Regions from separate parts of the Macaca mulatta genome. Here region 1 is linked to region 2. A link is a contact called in public Hi-C data. All regions are on one chromosome and are shown on one strand. The core of a region is the stretch at or near the end of the contact, and the rest is flanking DNA. Distances in the headings are between cores, read along the strand shown.

Region 1 (6,831 bases), core at 3,879-6,378, 54 kb before region 2:
TCATCATCGGCTAATCATCTCAAAGAAAAAAACTTGGATTTTTCCAGGCCAGGCCAGCTGGTCTGCCTTGTAGCCGTGTGCCCTTGGACAAGCTGCAGAGAGTCTCATTCTCCTCATCTGTAACACATTACCACACCTGGGTACTTACAAAACATGATGACAACATCATTAGCCTGTGCTAGTGACCCAGGGAAAGAAAGCACACAGGGCTTGCTCTGCCAACTCTCAAGTCTTCCACAAACACCCGATGTCTCAGCAGCACCCATCTGAGGATAGCGGGGGCTCCTACCGCTCCACTGTTGGTGACTAAGTCAGGCGATAACGGAAGCTTCCATCTATCTCTCCCATGCACTTTATTCCACCCACATCACTTCCAGAATATCAGCTCCGAAGTTCCAAAGTAAATGTAACTGGTACTTTTGTGGTAATCTCCTTTTGCCTTAAAAGTAGGTTGCCATAGTTACCAAACATCTTTGCTGGCACAGAGAGCAAAATGTTATTTTAAAAATTAGGTTTGTTTCTTTATAAATTTATTTTATTTTTATAAGGGATGCATGATTATTCATACACTGTATACAAATCTAGAAAATGCAAAATGTATAGATCCTTCTTAAACCTGCTGTTTGGACAGACTCAGCCCATTTGATGTGTTTTCTTTCTTTAGCAGGTAAAAGTACATACGTGCACGCATACTGTTCAGAAACTTGCTTTTTTTTTTTTGAGACGGAATCTCATTCTGTCACCTGGGCTGGAGTGCAGTGGTGTGATCTCAGCTCACTGCAACCTCTGCCTCCCGGGTTCAAGCAATTCTCCTGTCTCAGCCTCCCAAGTAGCTGGGACTACAGGTGCACGCCACCATGCCTGGCTAATTTTTCTTTTTTTTTTTTTTGGTATTTTTAGTAGAGACAGGGTTTCACCATATTGGCCAGGCTGGTCTTGAACTCCTGACCTCAAGTGATCCAACCGCCTTGGCCTCCCAAAGTGCTAGGATTACAGGCGGGAGCCACCATGCCCAGCCACATCTAGGCACTTTAGAAGTCAATCCTTAGGCCTATAAAAATGGTAAGGCAAGACTCAGAAATAATTTCTCTGAAGAGATTAAAGGTTTCTATTGCTATGGTAGGACACGGAAACACAGCAGTCAGCCATAACGTTTATTTCAAATCTGGCTTCCTAAACATATGGTTAATAAAACAATGTTGTGGTTCTTTTTTTTTTTTTTTGAGACGAAGTCTCCCTCTGTCACCCAGGCCAGAGTGCAGTGGTGCGTTCTCGGCTCACTGCAACCTCCGCCTCCTGGGTTCAAGCAATTCTCCTGCCTCAATCACCTGAGTAGCTGGGATTACAGGCACGCGCCGCCACGCCTGGCTAAGTTTTGTATTTTTTGTAGAGACGGGTTTTCACCATGTTGGCCAGGATGGGCTCGATCTCCTGACCTCATGATCTGCCCACCTCGGCCTCCCAAGGTGCTGGGATTACAGGCATGAGCCACCACATCCGGCCAACAACGTCGTGGTTCTGTCCCAGATGGCATACTAGTACCCATATCCGTGCTAGGATTTGCCTTCAGTGGAATTGGAAAAAAACCACATCCTTTTTGCAAATGCTGTCAATGAGTCAGCCTGCTGAGGGAGCGCCTCAGAGAGCACATCCACCTGCCCTGGCCCACTGAGGGCCCCTAAGGAGCGCGGCAGTCCTTCCCCAGACCACACATCACCCACACCCAGGGACAGACCATATGCAGTACAGCCCACATCCCCCAAAAAGCAGATGTCCCCCAAGGGAGCTGGGCCTGGTACCTTCTGGGTCCTCCTCCCCCCGCTCCTCCCCATCCTTCAGGCTCTGTTCACTGAGGTCTGCCACGATGCCACTGCTGTGTTTCTTCCCTTCTTCATCGCCGGATTCTTCAGACTCGACCCGCCTGTCAACTGAACCCACACAAGTCAATGAGAATTCACATCCAATTTATGGGACTTTAAGGAACATATAATAAACACTCAGTTGTAAGTCAAAAGGACTTCATTTAAACATGTTTGTTGAATCCAGTTCAATAACCATTTGAGTGTCTCCCATGTCCCAGCACCACTTGAGGCATATGGCAGCAGGGAGAATGGGGAGCAGAGTGTGGAGCCCACATGGATACTTAGGTGAGGAACACACTACTTCTGCCCTCAAGGAGCTTGTGAAGAATTGCCCAGTGTTCTGAAAGCCTTGGATCACTTGTGATTAAATCCACTAATGGAACCAGGTAGTGAAGCACCGCCTGAGTGCCTTTCGCTTTCGGGCTGGGTGACCACCACTGTGACTCTTCTGCCACATACCTCCATCCATGCTCTACTATTGATCTGGCTAAGAAAACCAGCCAAGTTCACAGGCCCACGTTCTGAAAGAAATCAAGACTAACTCAAATCAGATTGTGGGCAGGAAGGATCACTAAGGAAAAGGAGAATACAGCCAGTAGTGCTGACCGCCCACAGAAAGCTCATTGGTGTGAAATGAGCTTTCACACTGGACACTGGACAGAATGTTAGCAACTCAAGGCTTTTAAAGGTTCATAAATATTTTTTGAATTAAAGAATAAGGCAATTCAATGTGTCAGGCAAAAATGCTTTGGTAAGGTTGTCAAATCGTTTCTTTTTTATAACTTTATTCATGACCTCTTTTGGAAGTCTGTCTGGAAAACATGAGGCACTAACACATTACTTGGAATTATCAACCACACTGAAAATAGTCTCTTTCCTGACTATGGTTTGTCTACAAAGAGATGTGCTCTTTGAGGGAAAAAGTTCAATTTCAGCTTTGTATTTCCTGCTTAGCCTAGCAAAGTAAAACCCAAGAAAGGATTGCTGTATAAAACAAGTCCTCATAAAACCCAGCTCCAAACCCTCCAAACCCATCTCTTCTTCCCTACCCCCGCAATGACGGTAGCTCAGTTACTTGTTAGCTGTGGCCTGTGCTCCTGCCCTGCCTCCTAACTCGTCTCTCTGCGACTTGCCTTGCCTTGTTTAACCTATTCTCCACTGCCAGAGAGTCTGATCTAATTCTAAAATCCAAATCCGATCTTTGAGTCCAAAAGTATTTCTGGAATGCTCTTCCTGAGTTTGCAGCTTGCTGCTAGAGATGCAGGTTTGGCAAATCATTTCCATTTGAAAGCCTCAATCTCCTAGTCTGTGGAAGGGAGCTAGTATAGAACTTATGCCTCAGCGAGTTGCTGTCAGGGTTAAATTAGAAAAGGCACAAGAGCAGTTAGTACACGCATGACATGCAGTAGATATTTAACAAATTAGTCACCACCAGGCACAGGTCACTTGGTGGCCCAGGCTCAGGGAGAGAAAGTTCTTATTGCATGACAACCTGGTGCAAAAACCCCAGGAAGAGGAGTGGTGTGAGGTTAGGAGGGGCTTAGCTAATGAAGGTTGGCCAAAGTGAAGCCTGAGGGCAGCAGAGGGTCTGGAACATGCCACAGTGGATCAGAATGTAAGAAAATGACTTTGGTGTGCTGGGGACGATGGGCTGGGGAGCAGAGACAATCAATCTAGCCTAGAGATGACGAAGGTCTGAGTTAAGGTACTGGCAATGGGAATGGAGGACGCATCGAAGATTTGGAGATTATTTTTAAAAGTAAAAGTCAGAGCTCCTTGACTAATAGGACACGGGTGGGAGTGGCGACAGAGAGAAAAGCCGGGCTTTTATATTTGTCATTTACCAAGACATGCAAACAGTTGAAGAGGGAGTGGGAGGATATGAAGAGGCACTTCTTACTTAAAAAGACTCCAAGGGTATGAAGTCCAAGACCCTTAACACCACCGCCCCCATCCCCACCACATATGATTTGGTCAAACTCTCCTCCACACCCTTTGACCGCAGCTTTCTTCATCTTGAGTGATTCTTGCTCTTTTCCCTCACCTTATCCCCAACCTCGTTGCCTTCGAGTTATTCTTCAGGCTCCAGCTCAGAGCTGGCCCTGCTTGTGCAGCTCTCACCACTCCCGAACATGTCAGCCCTTTCTTCTGCACCCGCCCTCCTTCCCCAGCTCCACATTCCTCCTCCCTACCACTTTCACATGAGGCAGTGACTGCTCTTCTGGGAGGGCTGTACCCCTCACCAAACCATGGGACCCAAAAGCACTTAAGCACTTGGTGACACAACTGATTCCCCAGTTGGTGGGTGTGTGCACGCATGTTTATACACATACTGCACATGTACGTATGACCGTACCTACAGATATGTAGAGAATTATATATAAATACATGTGTACGTATAACATATACATGTATGCATTTTTTTAAATTTGTTTTGTTTTTAACAAAATGAATGAGGAGGAAGAAAGTTGAATTTAGACTTTTTGGAACTATGACAGCTTTGAAAAGAGGTATCACCTTGTGTAACTAAATGTTCTGGTTCCTTGCTACCCCTTCGCCAACAGTCCTTTCGATTTCAGGAGAAGACCCTTCTCCACCCTCACCACGCGAAGCAAGGAGCAGACTCGGGTAGATCCCAGCGCCCAGAGCCTCAGTTTCCTCGTCAGCTGACCGAGGAGGCTCCCCCGCCTGTCAATCTCAGAGGCTCGGGGCGAGGCTCCAACTGGACTGAATGGAGCTACCGCGTCCCATTCAGCCCCACCCCCGGCCTGGCCTCGCGCCGCCGCTCTACCCCTAGCTCTGGGTCCTTCCCGGCCGCTGCCGCCCCCAGGCCGGGGCTCCCCCGAGGTCCAGAGCCTCCCCCGCTCCCCCAGGTCCGGCTGTCAGCTGTCAGGGGGCCGCGCGGCGGCGGCCGGAGGCGGGACGTGGGGTTTCTCTCAGGCACGGAGCAGTTCCGGCCCGCAGCTCCCCCCGCCCGCCCGGCCCTTGGGCCGCCGCCCGCAGGGGCCGCTCACCCTCCATCATCTCCTGCGACTGTTGCTGCCCCGCGCCGCGTTCCGCCGCCATGTTGGCTGCTCTTCCCCTTTCCGGAATCTGTCGCCTCAGACCCATCAACCAATCAGGGCTCCCGCCTCAGAGTCGGCCCAGCCAATAGGATTCCGGCGCTGCGAGTTCAGCCGCGGCGCGCCTGCGTGTGCCCAGCGCCTCGTGGGAGTTGTAGTTCCGTCATGAGGCTGCGCGCCGCGCGCCGCGCCTCCCCCGGGGCAGGTAATTTCAGGCAGCGGCGCCGGAACAGTCTGGAGGCGAGAAGCTGAGAAGGAAAGCAGAGGGAGTCGAAGCGGGACGCACCGGCCGTAGCTGCAGGCAGACGGAGTGGACGTCTAAGGGTGGAGAGACGCCCTGGGCTCGAGAGTTGACTTATGTCACTGTCTCGACCTCGGAGGCGTGGAGGGGCCGCGGGCCAGGCGGATCTTTCCGTGGCTGCAAGGTGCGGGCCAGTCCTACGTGCATCCCTGAGCTTTGCGAGCCTCGCTGGCTGCGTCTGTACAATGGGCCGAACGGCAAGAGCAACAACATTCTCCCGGCGTCCAGGCGCGGATTTTACCCATGCGAAATGCCGCCTTCTCTAGATGCTCAGAGCAGGCGGGCAGGTGCGGGGCACTTGCGATGGTGGGGCCGCCAGCCAGCTGGCCGGCTCCGGGGCGCCAGCCGCGCTCCCCTTGCAAACCGTTCCCAGCCCAGTGCGGACGCTGCAGGCTTCGTCTACCCTGCGGAGCCGCCCAGCCCATGAGCGAGCCGCCCCGCGTCCTCCGCCTTCAGAAAGAGGCCTCCAAGAGGCGAGCTCTGCGATACTCACCTATTTTGATCCCGAGACTGGAGGAAACCGCAGCTGACCAGCCCGGGGGCGGAGGCGCCCATTATTGCTTTGGCCCCTCCGAAGCGCCGTAGGGGGGGGGGGAAATGGCCGGTGCGTCCCTAGCAACCGTTAGCGCGGGCTTCTGGACTCTGGCTGGCTTAGTCCCGCCCATGCGCACAAGTGGTTGGTCCGTGGAGCTTGTCAATCGGTGTGAGTCGCTGTGCGATTGGCCGGTGGGATAAAAGCGCGGAGCAGCTCCCTTCCGCGGTGTGAAGCCGGCTTGGCGTGACCCTCGCCTGACCCAGGTGAGAAACCTGCGCTGGGGAGAGCGGGCCGGGGTCCGCAATCTCCCGAGGGCCGCTGTGGGGCCTGCGCGACTCCGCGCTCCTGGCCTAGGAGGGTTCGCCGCCCGGCCCGGCCCTCAGACGAGCCCGACCCCGGGTCTCCCGCCCCTGCGCCCTTCACGCATCCCCGAGCCAGCGTCCTTTCCGTGCCCAGACCGCGGCGGGGTTGCGGCCGTTGGTCCCGGGCCCCGCGCCCCCAGCGTCTTCGGGGCGCCCTTCAGTGTAGCCTGCCTGGCGGGCGCCGCGGCCCCGCGCCTCGGGTCGCCTCGGGACTGTGCGCCCTCTTCACCGCAGCCCGCCCTGCGAGGCGAACTCCCGGAGAACCAGCCCAGATCCCGCCACGCTCCCGCGCTGGGCGTGTGGGTCCCTGCGGGCTCAGCCGGCGCCACGGGGTGGGGGGCGCGCGCCGCCAGCGCTCCTGGTTCCAGCCCAGACCTGGACTTGAGCCTTAATCTTTTCACGAGTTTTTCTTTCCCAGACTACGGCAGGGGCCTGCGCTGCCGTCTTGAGACCTTTCTCGTCCTTACCTTCCGCATCAGTACCATTGGATGTCGACTTTTCTCTTAGGGGTTCCCTCTCTTCATCCTTCTGCTGCTACCTTAAGACTTTATAATTTCTTGCCTGGATTACTGTAGCCTTTCTTCTGCTTTCCAGCCTTGCCCTGACATGGTCCCTGGAGTAGTCTTTGTAAAATGCGTGTCTGGCCGTGTTACTCCTAAGCATTAAATCCTTAAAAGTTCATTTTGGGGATAAAATTAAGACTGGGCAG
Region 2 (7,019 bases), core at 2,499-4,998:
TCAGGGACCTCCCTTCTGTCTGGGCTCTGTAGCAAGACTCTGCTGTCAACATGTGACTGGCTCACTGCCAGCAGTCCCCAAACATCCCGTGGCTAGCCAGCTCCCACCTCCGTCCACGTGAGGGGTTTCCTGACCCAGCCCCCGCCTCTGGTCTATGTGAGGGGCTCCAGCCCTGTCTATTCCATTCCTCAGGGCTGCTCAGGTCCCAGGGTGTTTCTCAGATACTCAACTGGCTGCTTCCCTCTCTTAGGCTCCAGTCCATCCCCCCTCAGACAGACTTGGCTAGGTCAAATACTTACAATTGTTTTATTTCACGTCTGTGTTAGAGAGGAGGGCACAGCTAGAGGTGAGAGCAGAACCTTTCATTTTTTGTTCCCTGCTGAGACAGTAGGAAAAAACCCAAAACCTAAACCCCCACCCTTTTCCCACGTGTCATCACTTGCAGGCTGTTTTTCCACATTCTGAGACTCCTGCCCAGAACCCTCTGGAAGCTGCCTGGGGGCCAGGCTGCCCCCAGCGTGGTTCTGAGCTATTTCTAGTGGTTATTTAGGAGGCACTCAACTGTTTTAGGATGATCAGAGCAAATTTTAGTCCCATCTAGTAGGATATGGGATATTGCCATCCCTTTCTTCAGAAAGTGCTGCCTGAGCCTCGCTGCCACCACAAGTGACTGAAGGAGTTGGTAGGGAGTTGTGGGAGGAGGATCCTTCTCTATCAGGGACATTAAAGGTACAAGGGTTTTAGAGGTGTGTAGTAAAGTCAGTGATGTTTACTCTTCAGAATTCAAATGAGTTTTCTGATGTTTTAAGAACTCTGTAGTGTTTATGATGCTTATAACACAGAGGATGTTATAGAATGGTGTGTATTTATTTATTTAGAGACAGTCTCACACTGTCACCTGGGCTGGAGTGCAATGGTGCGATCTCGGCCCACTGCAACCTCCGCCTACCAGGTTCAAGCAATTCTCCTGCCTCAGCCTCCCAAGTAGCTGGGATTACAGGTGCCCACCACCATGCCTGGCTAATTTTTTGTATTTTTAGTAGAGATGAGGTTTCACTATGTTGGCCAGGCTGGTCTCAAACTCCTGACCTCGTGATCCACCCACTTCGCCCTCCCAAAGTGTTGGGATTACAGGCGTGAGCTACCGCGCTTAGCCAGAATGGTGTTTTCAGAGAGGTGTTTAATGGGTTGAGAATGCGAAGTCCCAGCTTTCCAAGAACTGTTATTTCTTTATAAGAAACAATAATTAAAGCTCATCTGACTTGATGGCAGTGGAAGGTCTGGTATTTTGCAAATGTTCTTTGCAGAAAGAACCCAGAGAGGAAAGTTCTGGGGCTGAGGCTGACAATTTTTCCACTCCATTTTTTTTCTTTTTTCTTTTTTTTTAAGATGGAGTCTCACTCTGTTGCCCAGGCTGGAGTGCAATGGTGCAATCTCGGCTCACTGCAACCTCCATCCCCTGGGTTCAAGCAATTCTCCTGCCTCAGCCTCCCAAGTAGCTGGGATTACAAGTGTGCATTACCACGTTACCCGGCTAATTTTTGTATTTTTAGCAGAGATAGGATTTCACTATGTTGGCCAGGCTGGTCTCGAACTCCTGACCTCAGGTCATCCACCCATCTCAGCCTGTTAAAGCGCTAGGATTGCAAGCATGAGCCACTGTGCCCAGCCCACTACATATTTTTAAAGTATGGTTCAAAAGAGCAAAGTTTTCACACAAGACTGAAGGTGATGTCAATTTTTTTTTTTTTGAGACATACTTTTCGCTCTTGTTGCCCAGGCTGCAGTACAATGGCACAACTTTGGCTCACTGCAACCTCCACCTCCCAGGTTCAAGCGATTCTCCTGCCTCAGCCTCCTGAGTGAGCTGGGACTATAGGTGCCCGCCACCATGCCTGGCTAATTTTTGTATTTTTAGTAGAGAATGGGGTTTCACCATGTTGACCAAGCTGGTCTTAAAACCCCTGACCTTGGGTGATCTGCCCACCTCAGCCTCCCAGTGTTGGGATTACAGGCGTGAGCTACCGCACCTGGCCTCATGTCAATTTTTCATAGTAATCCCTGTGTCCCAGCTGTCATTTTATTTCTAGAGCTAGATAACCTGTTCAGGTTCCTTGATTCTTTCCAGGGAGTTGGCGTGGCTCATGGGATTTTCTTAGGCTTTTGGTGTAGCAGTAACACAATTTATTGTGAGATGTTGACAGCTAAGTATTTTGAGAAGAAAATTACAGTAACAAACAACAAAAGCAACCAATTTTTTTTTTTTCTTCTGAGACAAGGTCTTGCTCTGTTACACAGGCTGGAGTGCAGTGGTGCAATCACGGCTCACTGCAGCCTCAACCTCGTGGACTCAAGTGATCCTCCCACCTCAGGCTCCTGAGTAGCTGGGACTACAGGTGCAGGCCACTGCTCCCGGCTAGTTTTTGTTTTTTGTAGAGACAGGGTTTTCCTATGTTGCTCAGGTTGGTCTTGAACTCCTGAGCCCGGTGATCCTCCTACCTCAGCCTCTCAGAGTGCTGGGATTACAGGCGTGGGCCACTTGCACCCTGCCAAAGAAACCAATTCTTTAGTTCTACACAGATTGGAACCTTCCTTTTCTTTGATATAATCCTTTTGTCAAAAGATAGTTGGCCGGGCACGGTGGCTCAAGCCTGTAATCCCAGCACTTTGGGAGGCCGAGATGGGCGGATCACGAGGTCAGGAGATCGAGACCATCCTGGCTAACACAGTGAAACCCCGTCTCTACTAAAAAAAAAAAAAAAAAGATAGTTTTACAGAAACAGTTTAGCACCCAACTCCGTGCCTGGCGCAGAGCAGATATGTAAATGTGTACCCATGCAAGAATCAAATCCTTTATGTCAGTCCAGAATGAAGTGGATAAAACAAGAAATGCTTATAAATTAAGGCTTTGGTGGCAGGATTTAGGCAGCTGAGAAAGCACACCTTTTTATTCTTCACAAACATCACCTTTTGAAAGATGCCTACGCTCTTATCCTCAAACATGTCGAGAGAGAAAATTTAAGAATGAATACACTTTGGGCTGTAACTTTACTGTATTTCATCCTAACAGGGACCCAGACCTCTAAGTTGGGAAGGCTCTTGCTTATAAAGGGAAATGTCCCATAATTCCTGTCATTTTACTTGGGTCTTTTAAAAACGGCAAATTCTCATCTTCCACTGGCTGAGAGTAAAAAAGAAATAAAAGCGGTAAAGACTTCTTTTTGTGCGTAGGTGGCCCCGCTGTTCATGGTGAATACAGATTTTTACACAATGAAACCTTAAATATCTCTATCTGGAACGGAATCCGTTTTTCCTGCCTCGGGAAGGATTTCTGCGCTCTCGGGTGAAGTTCCTGAAGCAAGGAACCAGTTCCCCTCTCCCTGTATCTACCCGTCCTCTTGAGAGGAATTCTCAGGTCACCTGAAACACGAGTGTGGGCCAGGACGACCCATTCGTTCACCCAGCCCAGAGCTCTGCGAAGCGGGACACGGGCAGTGCAACGGGAACGACCGGACGCCGACGCCCCCGAGGACTGAGGCCGCGGCAGAGGCGGCGGGGCGGTGACGGGCGCGACTCCGGCCTCCCAGCTTTGCGGAGGGGCGGCCCCGGGACACCCGAGCCCCGCGGGGTCGTGAGGGCTCAGCACAGCTACGGGCCGGAACCATGATCCACCAGCACCGCGCTGGCGCTGGGAACTGCGGTGGTGACGGACCGAGGGCCGGAAGTGAAGGACCGGGGAGGACGGCTGCTTCCGGCGCCGTAGCTGTCGCCATCTCCTCCGCGCCATGGCTGCGTTGGGCCGTCAGGTGAGGTCGCGCTGGGCGCGGGGGCTTCTCCAGGTGGCAGATGGGGGGGCAGCGACGCAGAGGAACCGCGGCCGCCGGGTGTTTCACGGCCAGGTCGTGGAGCCCTTCTGGAGGTCCGTGCACGGTGACCTGGTTTTGGCATCCTGGACCCGTGGCTCTGCTCAATTTTTGTGGGGTATAGAGTTGACTTTTTTTTTTTTTTTTTTTTTTTGAGACAGAGTATCGCTCTGTCGCCAGGCTTGAGTGCAGTGGCGCGATCTCGGCTCACCGCAGCCTCCGCTTCCTGGGTTCAAGCGATTCTGCTTCAGCCGAGTAGCTGGGATTACCAGCGCCCGCCGCCATGCCCGGCTAATTTTTGTATTTTTAGTAGAGACGGCGTTTCACCGTGTTGGCCAGGCTGGTCTCTAACGCCTGGCCTCAGGTGATCCACCCGCCTCGAACTCCCAAAGTGCTGGGATTGCAGGCGTGAGCCGCCGCGCCCGGCCTGAGTTGACTCTTGAACAAGAGTTTGAACTTCACAAGGAAGGTAACATGTATTTACTATTCATTAAGAGGAAGCGGAATCCGCATAAAGGTCTTTAGGCTCAAGCCCAGTTTCCCGGGCTGCGCCCGCTGAGCCCAGCGACTGCCCGGTGTTCCTGGCGGAGGGAGCATCTGGACAGGGGAGGCTGGAGAGCAGCCATGGGCTTGGCAGGCTGGCCCCGGGGCGACAGTCGACGCTGGAGAAGGGGTTGGGACCGATGTGAAGGGTTTAGAGCAGGGGTTCCCCAATCCTCGGTACCGGTCCCTGGCCTGTTAGGAACCAGGCTGCACAGCAGGAGGTGAGCGGCGAGTGAGCCAGCCAAACTTGGTGTGCATTTACAGCCACTCCCCTCGCTGGCATTGCAGCCTGAGCTCCGCCTCCCGTCGGACCAGCCGCCTTAGACTCTCACTGCAGCGCGAACCCTATTGTGGACTGCGCCTTTGAGGGATCTAGGTTGCCTGCTCCTTATGAGAATCTAATGCCTGATGATCTGTCACTGTTTCCCATCACCCCCAGATGGGACCTTCTGGTTGTAGGAAAACAAGTTCAGGGCTCCCAGTGATTCTACATTATGGTGAGTTGTATAATTATTTCATCTTCTATTACAACGTGAAAATAATAGAAATAAAGTGTACAACAACTGTAATGTGCTTGAATCATCCGGAAACCCCTCAGCAGTCTGTGGAAAAACTGTCTTCCTTGAAGGCAGTCCCTGGTGCCAGAAAGGTTGAAGACTGCTGGCTTAGAGTGCCTGGATGATTTGTGCATAGTTTGTTAAGCACCATCCTGAACAGCTGAAGACTTTTGAGTCAACTGGAATTGTGTATGCAAGTTGACTAACTACTGTGACCCTTGAACAACACAGGAGTTAGGGGCACCAGACCGCCCCGACACCAGTTGAAAATCAGTGTATAATGTTTGACTTCTCTAAAACTCAACTACTAATAGCCTACTCATGACTGGAAGTCTTACCGGCAACATAAACAGTCCGTTAACACATATCGTGTTTATCTACTGCACTCTGTGTTCTTAACATAAGCTAGAGAAAAGAAAACGTTATTAAGAAAACCATAAGGGCAAAACCCCGTCTCTACAAAAAATACAAAAATTAGCAGGGTGTAGTGTGCGCCTGTAGTCCCAGCTACTCAGAAGGCTGGGGTGGGAGGATCACCTCAGCCTGGGGAGGTCAAGGCTGCAGTGAGCCATGATTGCACCACTACACTCCAGCCTAGGCAACAGAGTGAGACCCCATCTCAAAAAACAAACAAAAATCCTAAGAGAAAATGTATTTACTATTCATTAAGAGGAAGCAGATCCTCATAAGGTCTTTAGGCTGACGTGGAGGTAGAGGAGAGTTTGGTCTTGGTGTCTCAAGGGTGGCAGAGGTGGAAGAAAATCCACATATAAGTGGATCCGAGCAGTTCAAACCCTTGTTGTTCAAGGGCCAACTCTATCCCACAAGATTCTTCTCGTGGAATGAATTTAAGAACATGAATCTGGAAAGCAGTCTGAGGTCCAGTCTTTTCTGGCACACATGACCAGGTGACCTGGTTTTTCCCTCTTCCTCCATGTCTCTGCTTCCGTCCTTAAAGCTACAAAAGCCAACAATATTGTACCTGCTTGACTCCCATCTCTGTGACCTTGAAGTACCCTGTTCTCTCTATGTGAGCTTCCTTCTCTGTAGCTTAAGTTCAGATATGATTTTGCAGATTGCTTTAAAAACTGTATGTTTGTGTGGAACCAAGGCAGTAAGTACTCTGGCTCAAAGGTCTTGTGGTGTCCATTACACTGGGATAGTGAGGAATTAATTGTCTTTTGGTCCTGTGTCTTACAGGTCCTTGATTGGCACCGCCTGATCCCCCTCACCTGGGCCTGGATGGCTAGGCAGACTCCTCATCTTGGAGAACAGAGAAGGATGACAGCTTCCTTGTTGCGCAAACTGACCACAGCCTCCAATGGAGGGGTCACTGAGGAGTTATCTTGTGTTAGATCCAATAACTATGTGCAGGAACCAGAGTGCAGGAGGAATCGTGTTCAGTGCCGCCTCGAGAAGCAGAGGACTCCTGTGGAACAAGGGTCCTTGGAGCTAGAGAGGGTCATCAGTTCCCTCCTGGACATGGGTTTCAGCAATGCCCATATTAATGAATTGCTCAGTATACGACCAGGTGCCAGTCTTCAACAGTTGCTGGACATCATTTCAGAATTTATTCTCTTGGGTCTGAATCCAGAGCCTGTGTATGTGGTCTTGAAGAAAAGTCCCCAGTTATTGAAACTGCCTATTATGCAAATGAGGAAGCGCTCCAGTTACCTGCGAAAGCTTGGGCTTGGAGAAGGTACAAGAAGATGCAGATTTTGGCTGGGTGCGGTGGCTCATGCCTGTAATCCCAGCTCTTTGGGAGGCCGAGGCAGGCAGATCACTTGAGGTCAGGGGTTCAAGATCAGCTTGGCCAACATAGCGAAACCCTGACTCAACTAAAAATACAAAAATTAACTGGGCATGGTGGCACGTGCCTGTAATTCCAGCTACTTGGGAGGCTGAGGCATGAGAATCGCTTGAATCCAGGAGGCGGAGGTTGCAGTGAGCTGAGATGGCACCACTGCACTCCAGCCTAGATGACAGCAAGACTCTCTGTCTCAAAAAAAAAAAAAAAAAAAAAGTTATATAATGTGAGAGGAGCCAGAGTTGGGGA

What was found. Hi-C and Micro-C count contacts between places; a contact is called where the count stands out from the background.
Region 1: a Hi-C map of liver shows a contact between it and region 2, with 2.3 times the contacts expected there. The contact joins the promoter of PASK here to the promoter of MTERF4 in region 2. A contact is called at or near these places in 4 of 14 Hi-C or Micro-C datasets (CD4 T cells, blood, cortical neurons and 1 more).

What each region holds. Positions count from the first base shown.
Region 1 is chr12:146,419,859-146,426,689 of T2T-MMU8v2.0, reverse strand. PASK (PAS domain containing serine/threonine kinase) reads left to right here and starts at 5,128. Exons shown (of 18, transcript XR_013402281.1): 1 at 5,128-6,023. PPP1R7 (protein phosphatase 1 regulatory subunit 7) reads right to left here and starts at 4,941. Exons shown (of 10, transcript XM_015111541.3): 1 at 4,877-4,941; 2 at 1,800-1,928. The coding sequence starts at 4,928.
Region 2 is chr12:146,363,891-146,370,909 of T2T-MMU8v2.0, reverse strand. MTERF4 (mitochondrial transcription termination factor 4) reads left to right here and starts at 3,748. Exons shown (of 5, transcript XM_077958115.1): 1 at 3,748-3,806; 2 at 4,846-4,903; 3 at 6,164-6,662. The coding sequence starts at 4,901.